Linked DNA regions of Lactuca sativa: region 1 is linked to region 2. Evidence: chromatin contacts called from public Hi-C data. All regions are on one chromosome and are shown on one strand. The core of a region is the stretch at or near the end of the contact, and the rest is flanking DNA. Distances in the headings are between cores, read along the strand shown.

Evidence for each region. Hi-C and Micro-C count contacts between places; a contact is called where the count stands out from the background.
Region 1: a contact with region 2 is called in a Hi-C map of leaf, with 4 times the contacts expected there. The contact joins the promoter of LOC111907502 here to the promoter of LOC111907500 in region 2. A contact is called at or near these places in 3 of 4 Hi-C or Micro-C datasets (leaf and seed).

What each region holds. Positions count from the first base shown.
Region 1 is chr9:29,565,692-29,570,693 of Lsat_Salinas_v11, forward strand. LOC111907502 (mitochondrial import inner membrane translocase subunit TIM10) reads right to left here and starts at 3,410. Exons shown (of 6, transcript XM_023903301.3): 1 at 3,256-3,410; 2 at 2,493-2,573; 3 at 2,309-2,361; 4 at 2,095-2,133; 5 at 1,918-1,987; 6 at 1,562-1,805. The coding sequence starts at 2,537. The coding sequence ends at 1,755.
Region 2 is chr9:29,370,447-29,375,325 of Lsat_Salinas_v11, forward strand. LOC111907500 reads left to right here and starts at 2,269. Exons shown (of 3, transcript XM_023903298.3): 1 at 2,269-2,649; 2 at 3,518-4,879. The coding sequence starts at 3,572.

The DNA of each region.
Region 1 (5,002 bases), core at 2,160-4,659, 200 kb after region 2:
GGAATTACAACATTAATCAATAATCTAACGCAATGTATGATTAGAAGATTGTGTGTGTGTGCATGATCAGTCTTTATTAGTTTAATTGCTCGTTCGTCCCCTTATAAGTAACAGTTAATGAATTATATTTTGAAAGTTTAATGGGTCTTAAATAAGTTTGACTATATTATTTTATATATAATCCATAATTTTTATATATTAAAATATAAAGTTAGTGGTTTGGTTAATAATAGTTTGGTTAAGCTATAAAGCCATAACCGAACCGTTAGTTATTGGTTAACAAAAACCAAAAAACCGAACCAATGGTTTTTAAAATGGTTTGATTATTATGGTTCGGTTATATTAGTTATATTGGTTTTGGTTCGGTTTTTCGGATATTATGCTCACTCCTAATTTGTAAGTTATGAAATAAGATCGTAACAATGTTTTATTAAATACATGAGTAAATTACACGACTGGTCCCTATGGTTTGGGGTAATTTGCGCATTTGGTCCCTAACTTATTTTTTTAACTCGGAAAGCCTAATGTTTGTTTTTGTTACGCGCTTGGTCCCTACTTTTTTTTTGTTTCGCGCTTGGTCCCTGTCTTACCTAAAAAGACTATTATTTAAATAGAGAAAAATGGTATGGTAGGTAGGGTAATGTGAGGGGGTTGGGGTTGGGGGTGTGTTTATTTAAATAAGTTAAAAAATCAAGGGCAAAATAGTCTTTTTAGGTGAGACAAGGACTAGGCGCGTAACAAAAACAAATAGTAGGGACCTTCCGAATTAAAAAAATAAGTTAGGGACCAAACATGCAAATTACCCTAAACCATAGGAACCATTGGTGTAATTTACTCTAAACACATAAATTTGTACTATAAAAATATCGTCTGTCAGGTTTTTTTCGCTTTAAAAAAAACATATGTTATTTGTTTGATTTTATTATTTAATATAAAAACTATAAGTTAATGTGTAAATATTTAAGTGAGACTCATTTATAATATATAAAAGTTTATAAATTGCTGATATGACATTTGGACCTTTAAACATCATTGGAGATGTTGTGGTCATTTTTATGAATATCCCACCCAAATGAAAACACTTACGATGAGAGATAACAACATAAACTAAAACATTGCAATTTGTAAGCATACAAAAAAAATACTTTAGAATTCTTACAAAACTGTAAGAAACAAGTTCTATAAATTGAAAAAAAAACATCGTCTCTAAATTATTGTCAAGGGTAAACTTTGAGAATTTATATTTAAGGTTTTAATTTCTAGTCTCCACAAGACCTACTTTGCATGTTTTACCTTTCTCTAAGATTATGTTTTGACAAACTAACTTAAAATTTAGTTTTTCGTTTATAAGCTAACTTATCAACTAATTGCTTCAAGCTAACATATCAATAAACTATCTTGTAAGCTACTTTGTAAACTACATCATTACAATAAACTACTTTTATAGTTTTATCAAACACTACATTACAATAATTCATATATCAAATTTTAACAAATATATCTACCTCCCACAAAAATTTCTAAAAAACATTTGTTCTTTAAAAGTTAAAAGCATTAGATGTGAAAGAAAATGAAGCATATAAAATTCATGGCATTGGTTCACTCATAGAAATATTCTGAAAATACTCCAAAATTATTTCAGGGTTTTGAACAACTTAGTTGATCTATATGATTTCATCAATCATCAAAACAAAAAAAAAAATCTAAAGAATCCTTGACTATTATAATTAATATTAAAAACCAAAGTTGAAGATTCACATTGGTGGTCTCCCAGAACCAAGTAGTTGGCCTACAAGATTTGTGACCTGAAGATAAATGAGAGAGCATGTTACATATTCACATATGTTTGAAAAGGTTTATATATATTTGTTTACATTATGATTATAAATCTTGAAAAAATATTTAAAGAAATGTTACCTGCCAATATTTTGAAACACAACGATCAATGCAGCTGTTTTCACCCATGTTTAACTCAGACTCTTTGTACCTAAAACAATTAAGCTATTCAAAATCACATCTTTGAAACACCATATTTTGAATTAATGTGCCTTGAAGGACTTTTTTTATTATTATTGTGAAGAGAAGAGATGATACCTTTTCTCAACACATTTAGCAAAACATGTATGAGTTAGCCTGCATCAAATCATACATATGTGTTAAATATTATAAAACTTGCACAACACAGGAAATGGAAGAGAATATACATTATAGGGTGTTGTTTAATTAATAGAAAGGTCTAAAATCTTTATGTCTAGGCATGATGAATTTTAAACACATAACAAAATAATCCAAAAATGAAGGTTCTTACTTGTTAAACAATTCAACCCTGTACTCCATCTCCTTCTCTGCCATTCCAAAGATCTATACATCAAGAAAAACACAATAAAGTAACTACAACCTAATCTTTAAATACAAGAAAACAAATGGAGATGCAATGCATTTTTTTTCTTTCAGACTAATGAATTGCTAAAAACAAATCAAATGGAGTTTACCTGTTCCTTGTCTAATGCAACGGGCATCTCATTATTTGCAGCCATTGTAGGTTGAGTGGAGATGAAGAAACTAACAATAACCTGCAAAATTTCAAATACAGATTATAAGTGTTTGAAAAGTATCAGACCAATTAGCAGGTATTTTCACATAAGAAAATGAAACCACAGCAGAATTTCTGTTCTATCGATTCAGAAAAATGTTACTAGCAACCATAATTGATACAATGCATTAGACAAATAGGTGTGTATGATCAACAACTCCCTAAATCAGTCTTTAAACTATGACTGACTTGGAAGATTTACAAAAAGGGATACTTCTGGTAAGGGTAAACATCGGACTGCTTTTTGTTATGTCAAATAATCCAATTACGCATATTAACCAATCAATCACGATCAAAAGCAAGAACAAAGTGAGAATTCGATCATTTCTCACTATCTCATTGGTAAGTATGGTTCAGATCCATTCAGAACCAAAAAAGACTCGATTCTTTACAACAAAAAAGCATCCCGAAATCACATCCACTATAAATCAAGTTCGACTAATAAAACTATTGAAGAGAAAGAAAGGGACTTTTTTTCAGATTCTGATATCATGATATCAGAGGGGTCACAATAGCGATTGAAGAATAAAAAAAACCCTCCAGCGATGTCACGGTAGCTCTGTTTGGGATCGACTTCAGAGGGGGTTGTTTGGTTCGAATGTATAAAATGCGATTAAAGAGAGAGGGAGATAGAGGTAGAGGTAGAGGTAGAGAGATATTACCTGCGATGAAGCTCCTTGAACGACCCTGTGACGAAGTGGAGAAGACGCGATGGAGAGGTTGTCGGCTGAACGAGAATGAGAAGATGTCTAGGTTTACCTGATGAAGCGTGTGGTAAACTGGTAATATTTAGTGAGGGCAAAATCGTAATTGCCATTTTCCATTTTCCATTAATTCCACTAGGACGGTGAAAGAACGAATTTTCCTGAAGGAAAAAATTTAATTCAGCACCTTCTCTTAAATTTCATTCCATTCCTACCAAACAAATAACCAAAGGAATTAGAATCATTTTCTCTTCAATTTCATTCCTTTCCATTTCTACCAAACAAACAACCAACAGAATTAGAATTATTTTCCCTTAATTTCATTTCATTCTTGACAAACAAACAACCCTCAGGTCTTGCCCATATAAACTGAATTCTAAATAATAATTGGGCCTACAAACCGATCTCAAGTAGGGGCTTCTATTAGTGTCGTATTTAAATGAAACAGAAATAAAAGATTTCTTACTACAAGGCTAAGCTAATATCACTTTTTGGAGTAGAATACATGAATTGTCTTTTGCGTAGGGCCAAAAAAATACATTTAGTTTTTATTTATAAAAATTAACTTGGATTGTTTATGTATTGTTTTTTTCACTTGGACAATCTTATGTATATAAAATGATTTTTTTATCCTTAATAATTATTTCTCTTAAATTTCTTTTATTTTGTTTATCTTTTAGATTAAAAAAATAAAATATGTATCACCCTCTTCCATTTCTCTTTCCTCATTTTCCTGCTACCTTCCTTGTAAACCAAAATACACTACATCATCGGTGATTGGAAACCACAATACATTACATTACCGACAAAAACCCAAGTATCAACATTGGTAATGTTAGGTGCACTTTATGCACCTCTTTGTGCACCATTTAGTCCATTTTCATACATCTATTTAGCATAATTGTTCTTCATTTATCTTGCATTTCATCATATTCATGTTAGTCTCTAGAACAACCTTATTTGCACACTTTTATGTCCTTTTCAGGTAAACCGGAGGTTGGAACGCGCTTTGGGAAGTGTCGGGAAGCATTGGTGAAGATTTCGGGATGATCAGGCGAAGAACGGAAAAGTTGAAAAAAATCAAGTTTGGAATTGGAGTCAGAGGAATACACGGGCCGTGTTGGATTTACAATGCAAAATCAACACGGGCCGTGTTGACCAAAATGGGAGCTGTTGACCATGTTGAACAGGGGCCGTGTCAGTTTAGCCTATTTTAACACGGGCCGTGTTGACCAAAATGAGAGTTGTTGACCATGCTGAACAAGAGCCGTGTCAGTTTAGTGCAAATCAACACGGGTCGTGTTCGACCCAAAAACCAACTTTTGACAGTTTTTCCTATCTTTCATATTACGGGTTAAGGGCAATTTTTACAAACACACAACATATCAGAGCACTTTTGGATAGGAAAATTCGAAGGTTTTAGAAAGGGTTTGTCCGTTAATCATTTGGAAACATTTTAAATTCTTCTTTGTAAGCACTTTAGCACTTAATTTCATCTTTTAAACTTGTTAATCTTGTTCTAGCCATGTGTGGCTAGAACCCTAACTTCTCCATTTTCATGTTTTGACTTTTTGGTTGCGAATCAAATCATATGACCTGATGTTTGTGTTTAATTTCTATCTAGTGAAACTGATTTTACTTCAATAGAATGTTTGATTCTAATAATGATTCTTATTGGCCATTTGAATTAGGGTTAGGTCATTCA
Region 2 (4,879 bases), core at 1,019-3,518:
CATAAACCCATATATGACCCGTCAACCCACTTATTTATACGGGTTCACAGGTTGGCGGGTTCGTGGGTCGGATTTGGATTCGTGGGTTAGATTTGGGTTTGTGTCTTAGTGGGTCAGATCCATAAATAAAATTGATAATTAAACATGAATAAATTCTTGATGCAAACATATCCGAATTTTAGAAACTTAACTCTCAAACATCCAAATGAAAATTAAAAATATTCATGGAAACATGTTGAAACTAAAACATTAATACAAACATAGATAAATTCAATCACATGCTTCGATGACATTCGATAATGATTCAATCATTCATGCCGTCGTTTTTTGTAAGTTCATTATGTCGTTCATCACAGAGGAGATACCGATAGAGGGCTTATTCGATTTTGTTTCTGAGATACTGACATTATTTAGGGCAAAGGTTAAACGTGTTGCAATGCAAATAAGCAAATGGTTACCCATGGGTCAAATAGCCAATAATATTAAGTATCCTATCCTAGTATAAAGTATAATCTGCATAGTGTATAATACTTAATCCATTTAAAAAAACATATAATTTTTTTTATTAAACTTCTAAACGGGTTGGCAGGTCCACCCGTATATTTTTTGAGAAACCCATATATGACCTGTTTAATAAACGGTTTGACAGGTTGAAAAGCTCAACCCAAACCCGTTTATATCATATCGTGTCGAGAATTGTCAGAATTAGTTACACCAACTACAACTTTGACAAAAATTATTTATCCCACATAACCTTCTATCAAATGTCGTTTTATCATTTATCGATAAATTCCTTAAAAGTCTTATAATATGTAGTTTGCGACATGCAAGACTAGCGATCTCCTAATTCGAGGGTTCAAATTATAATAATTATCATTTATTATATCTCAATTGTCTAGCCCAAAATTACAGACGTTACATCTTCTCGTGATAATTTTTTTCCTATAATTGTTTGTTTTAATATACGGAAGTTGTTTTAACTTGTTTTTTTTGTATACACTATCTTTTCTCAAACATGACATTGTAGTTAGAGAAACAAATACCATATCAACAATTGCGGAGCTTCTACAAAATCTCAACGAAATGAAAAAGGTACAAGACGAATTAGAACAAGTTATAAGAGGAAATACAATCGTGGAAGAATCTCATCTTCCAAAATTATGTTACTTAGGTGCTGTTTGTTATTTTTGAAGCCAAAATGTCTGCAGTCTGCGGACCACATCTGCAAGCCTCTGCGGCAGAAGAGGTGGACCAAATGTCTGCGGTCTGCAATAAGAAGACTGTTTGTTTTTAACGTCTGCAGCCATTGAAATAAATTAATTTTTCAATCTTAATTTCATGTCATAAAGATTAAAAATGCATTTTCAACAAAAAGAGAAAGAAAAAAAAAGGGTGGTCTTTTTTTTTTTTTTGGTTAAAATGAGGTCTGAAGACCTTTGAAGACAGTGGCCCATGTCTGCGCCAGAAAGACCTCGCGCAGATGTTTTTTGGTCTGCGCACTTCCAAAAAACAAACACTCTGCGAGGGCATATGTCTGCGCGACGCAGACAAAAGTGGTTGTGCAACTCTTCACAAAAAAAACAAACAGCCCCTTAAATGCAGTGATTAAAGAAACATTGTGATTACACCCTCCATTTCCCCTGTTGGTTATGTGAAGTTCAAAATTACACTATATATTGCCCTTCTTTTAAGCCGGTGCAATTTTGGTGATTTTGGAAATTTTGATTCGTATTGTGGTATTACTTTGTCCGTGTATTAAGAGAGAGAGAGAGAGAGAGAGAGAGAGAGAGAGAGAGATGGTTTTGTTTGGTCCAGGTGTGCCACCAGCAACACTTACTTTTCTTGTATGCAGCGAAAAATTTTCTGATTTTTTTGGATTTTTACATATATTTATCATGCACTGGCAACACTTTTTTCAATCTTGACCATACCTATTATGTATTATTGCTTGCATCCGTAAGAGAGACCTTCTTTTATATTTCTTTTATTTTTAAAGTAACAAACTATTAAAATAAATATAAAAATAATAAAAGGGTAAAATGTTCCTTTCAATTTTTACAAAACCAAAATCACATGAAATTTTTAATTTTAAACCTTCGGTCAATCCAAATTGTTTTGGACCTATCTATATTTTTACAAATACAGTTTTGTTATAAATTAATAAAGTTTTATGGATTACCGTAAATAATTTGAGAAATTCAGGCTCCAATCCCCATGTACTGTGAAGTGACCCACCTGCGGCTTTCATGATTGTTTTCAATTTTTTTTTCTCTTTCTATATGTGTCCTCAGGCCCCTCCGAAGTCCCCCTACCCTATGTCATCACCACCCGCGAATACCTCTTCTCTACGCCGTCCGATCGAAACTTGCCCCTTTTCTTCTCTCTCTCTCTCAAAATTCTCTTTGGACCTCTGGATTCCGCGAAACAGAAGGATCCGATCAAGTAAAGGGTCAACTCCTTTCCTGTGTTTTTTCTTGGTAAAGTCTCGTTCTTTGAGTTAGAAGTCTGAATTACTTCGATTCATGTTTCAAGCTTTTACTTTACGCATATCGTGCCCACCGCCACCGACATAATTTCTTTCATCTTGAAGAACCCGCCAGGGTTTATGCATATCATCGGTCGTCAGATACCTCTTCGCTAATTGTCCCTGTAAGTAATTCTGTTGAAATTTTGGTGAGATGTTCTATGTCAATACCGTGTTTTTGTTTTGTTTTCTGTATGTTGTGTGTTTGCTTTAGCTATTCTTGTAGTTGTTGTTTGATTTCTTTTTAGATTTAAAGAAATAATTGGGATACGAAATGGGAAAAAAGAAACCCAGTTTCTTCTATAGCTGCTAAAGCATTGCTGTTTATGGCTATTTTGTTTCTCTTTCTCATAATTGTTAGAAAGAACAACATAATCTTACCATTTATGTATTATTTGGTGTATAAAGAATTGCTAAATGAAACACTCCTTTTGTGAATTTCTATGTCTTCTGAAGCCGAACCACAACTTGAATCTGGGTGTAATTAATTCTCTCAGAGAAAATATTAATTGCTACGAGAACAGAGCCGACAAAAGAAAAGCGTCATTTATAATAAAATAAAGAGATGTAATAATGAGACAATGTGCTTAATGAGCTTTTCCCCTTTCTCCTCTTTCATTTTCTACTCCTTTCCCTTAAATGTCTCGATCAGTTTAATTGTCATTGAGCCTTGTTCATCATCAGGGAATCTTGTTTATGGGGTTCTTGTGATACTTTCCAACTTTATTACCTTATCTTTATCACATTCACACTCGTATTAATGATTTCCAAGGACCACATAATTCTCCTTTTCAGTTTCTTATTGTCCTTTTCCATAGCCTCAAGTTGTCCTTATGCTGCAGGTATACAAAATTAGTATCTAGAAAACCCAATGGGCTTACTTTGATGAAACCTGCATTGCTGCATATGTCATAAGTTATAGATAATAGATTGCATGTCATAACTGATCATATGGTCTTGTGTTCTGATGTTGTATATTGTTTATCAGAGCAGACTGCATGACCAGATTTTCTTGACTACTATGGAGGGTATCTTTGACTACTAGATATGGCATCATCATCATCATCATCATCATCTACACGTGGTGGAAATGGAAACAAAGTGGTGGAAATGGAAGAGATTGTTAGACACATGTCGAATTTACCTAGTTTTCTTGAAAGGGGAAAACCTATTCAAGATAAAGCTTTGAACTTTGGTGTCATGGATTGGGGTCGCTTAGAAAAATGGCAATATCATCGTCAAAAACAGGGTCTTGTGGGAAGTAACAAATATTCACCATCTACAAGTAACTCGTCTTTATTATCTTCAACTGATGAATCTTCTCCTCATTCAAGTAGAGCTCAAACCTCTTCTTCTGCTCCTTTGAAACCTCATCATGTTACTTTACAATCTCATTTAAACGTTTCCTCAGAAGGAATTTCCATTCGAAGAAATCTTGAAAACTCTCAAGATGTTAAAAATGATCCTTGTAATAGTGGGAAGAAAACACGGAATAAGCCAAGAAGTTCCAAAATGAATGATATTTATACTCAAAATCTTCCTGAATCATCATCGTCATCATCATCATCAACATCTTTGAAGGGAAAGATGAAATTTCAAGATTCCTATGATCCAAAAAACAACATTCCAACATCATTTCCATTTGAAAATGAAGCCAAGTCTGAAAGAAATCCCATCACTCCAGAAAAGAAAGAACTTAGCGTCTCTTCAAAGAATTCAGATTTCAAAACAAACACAATTCAGAGAACTATATCTCCACGTCATCATCGACCGAGTCCTTTAAAAAAGTTGTTAGACCCATTCTTCCAGTCAAAGTCAACTTCCTCCGGTCAACACATCCAGACTTTTGAAGACCCAAAAGTCAAACCGAAAGTGAAATTAGATTTCGGAAGTTGTAAGGAAGTCAAAGTTGGTGATGATTCTAGGAACAAGATGAAGGAGACGCCATCATCATCACCATCATCATCATCATCATCATCAAAGCAAGCTCTTTTTCAGATGGCAATCAAGAATGGAAGGCCTTTGTTTACATTCACAGTGGATAACAATGACGATATACTTGCAGCCACAGTAAGAAATTCAAGTGAAAAAGATGACAACAACAGTTGGATTTATACATTTTTCACCATTCATGAGGTGAAAAAGAAGAAGGGAAGATGGTTATCTCAAGGAACCAAAGCCACAAGTCAAGGATTCCTCCCGAATATAACAGCTCAAATGATTGTTTCAAATTGTTCAGTTTCTAATTGTAGGGAGTTTGTTTTATCATCTTTAGACCCAAGTCTACCCGATGAACTTGCAGCCATTGTTGTGAAGTTTTTAAGAAAGGAAGAGAATCAAGATTGTTTCAGCATG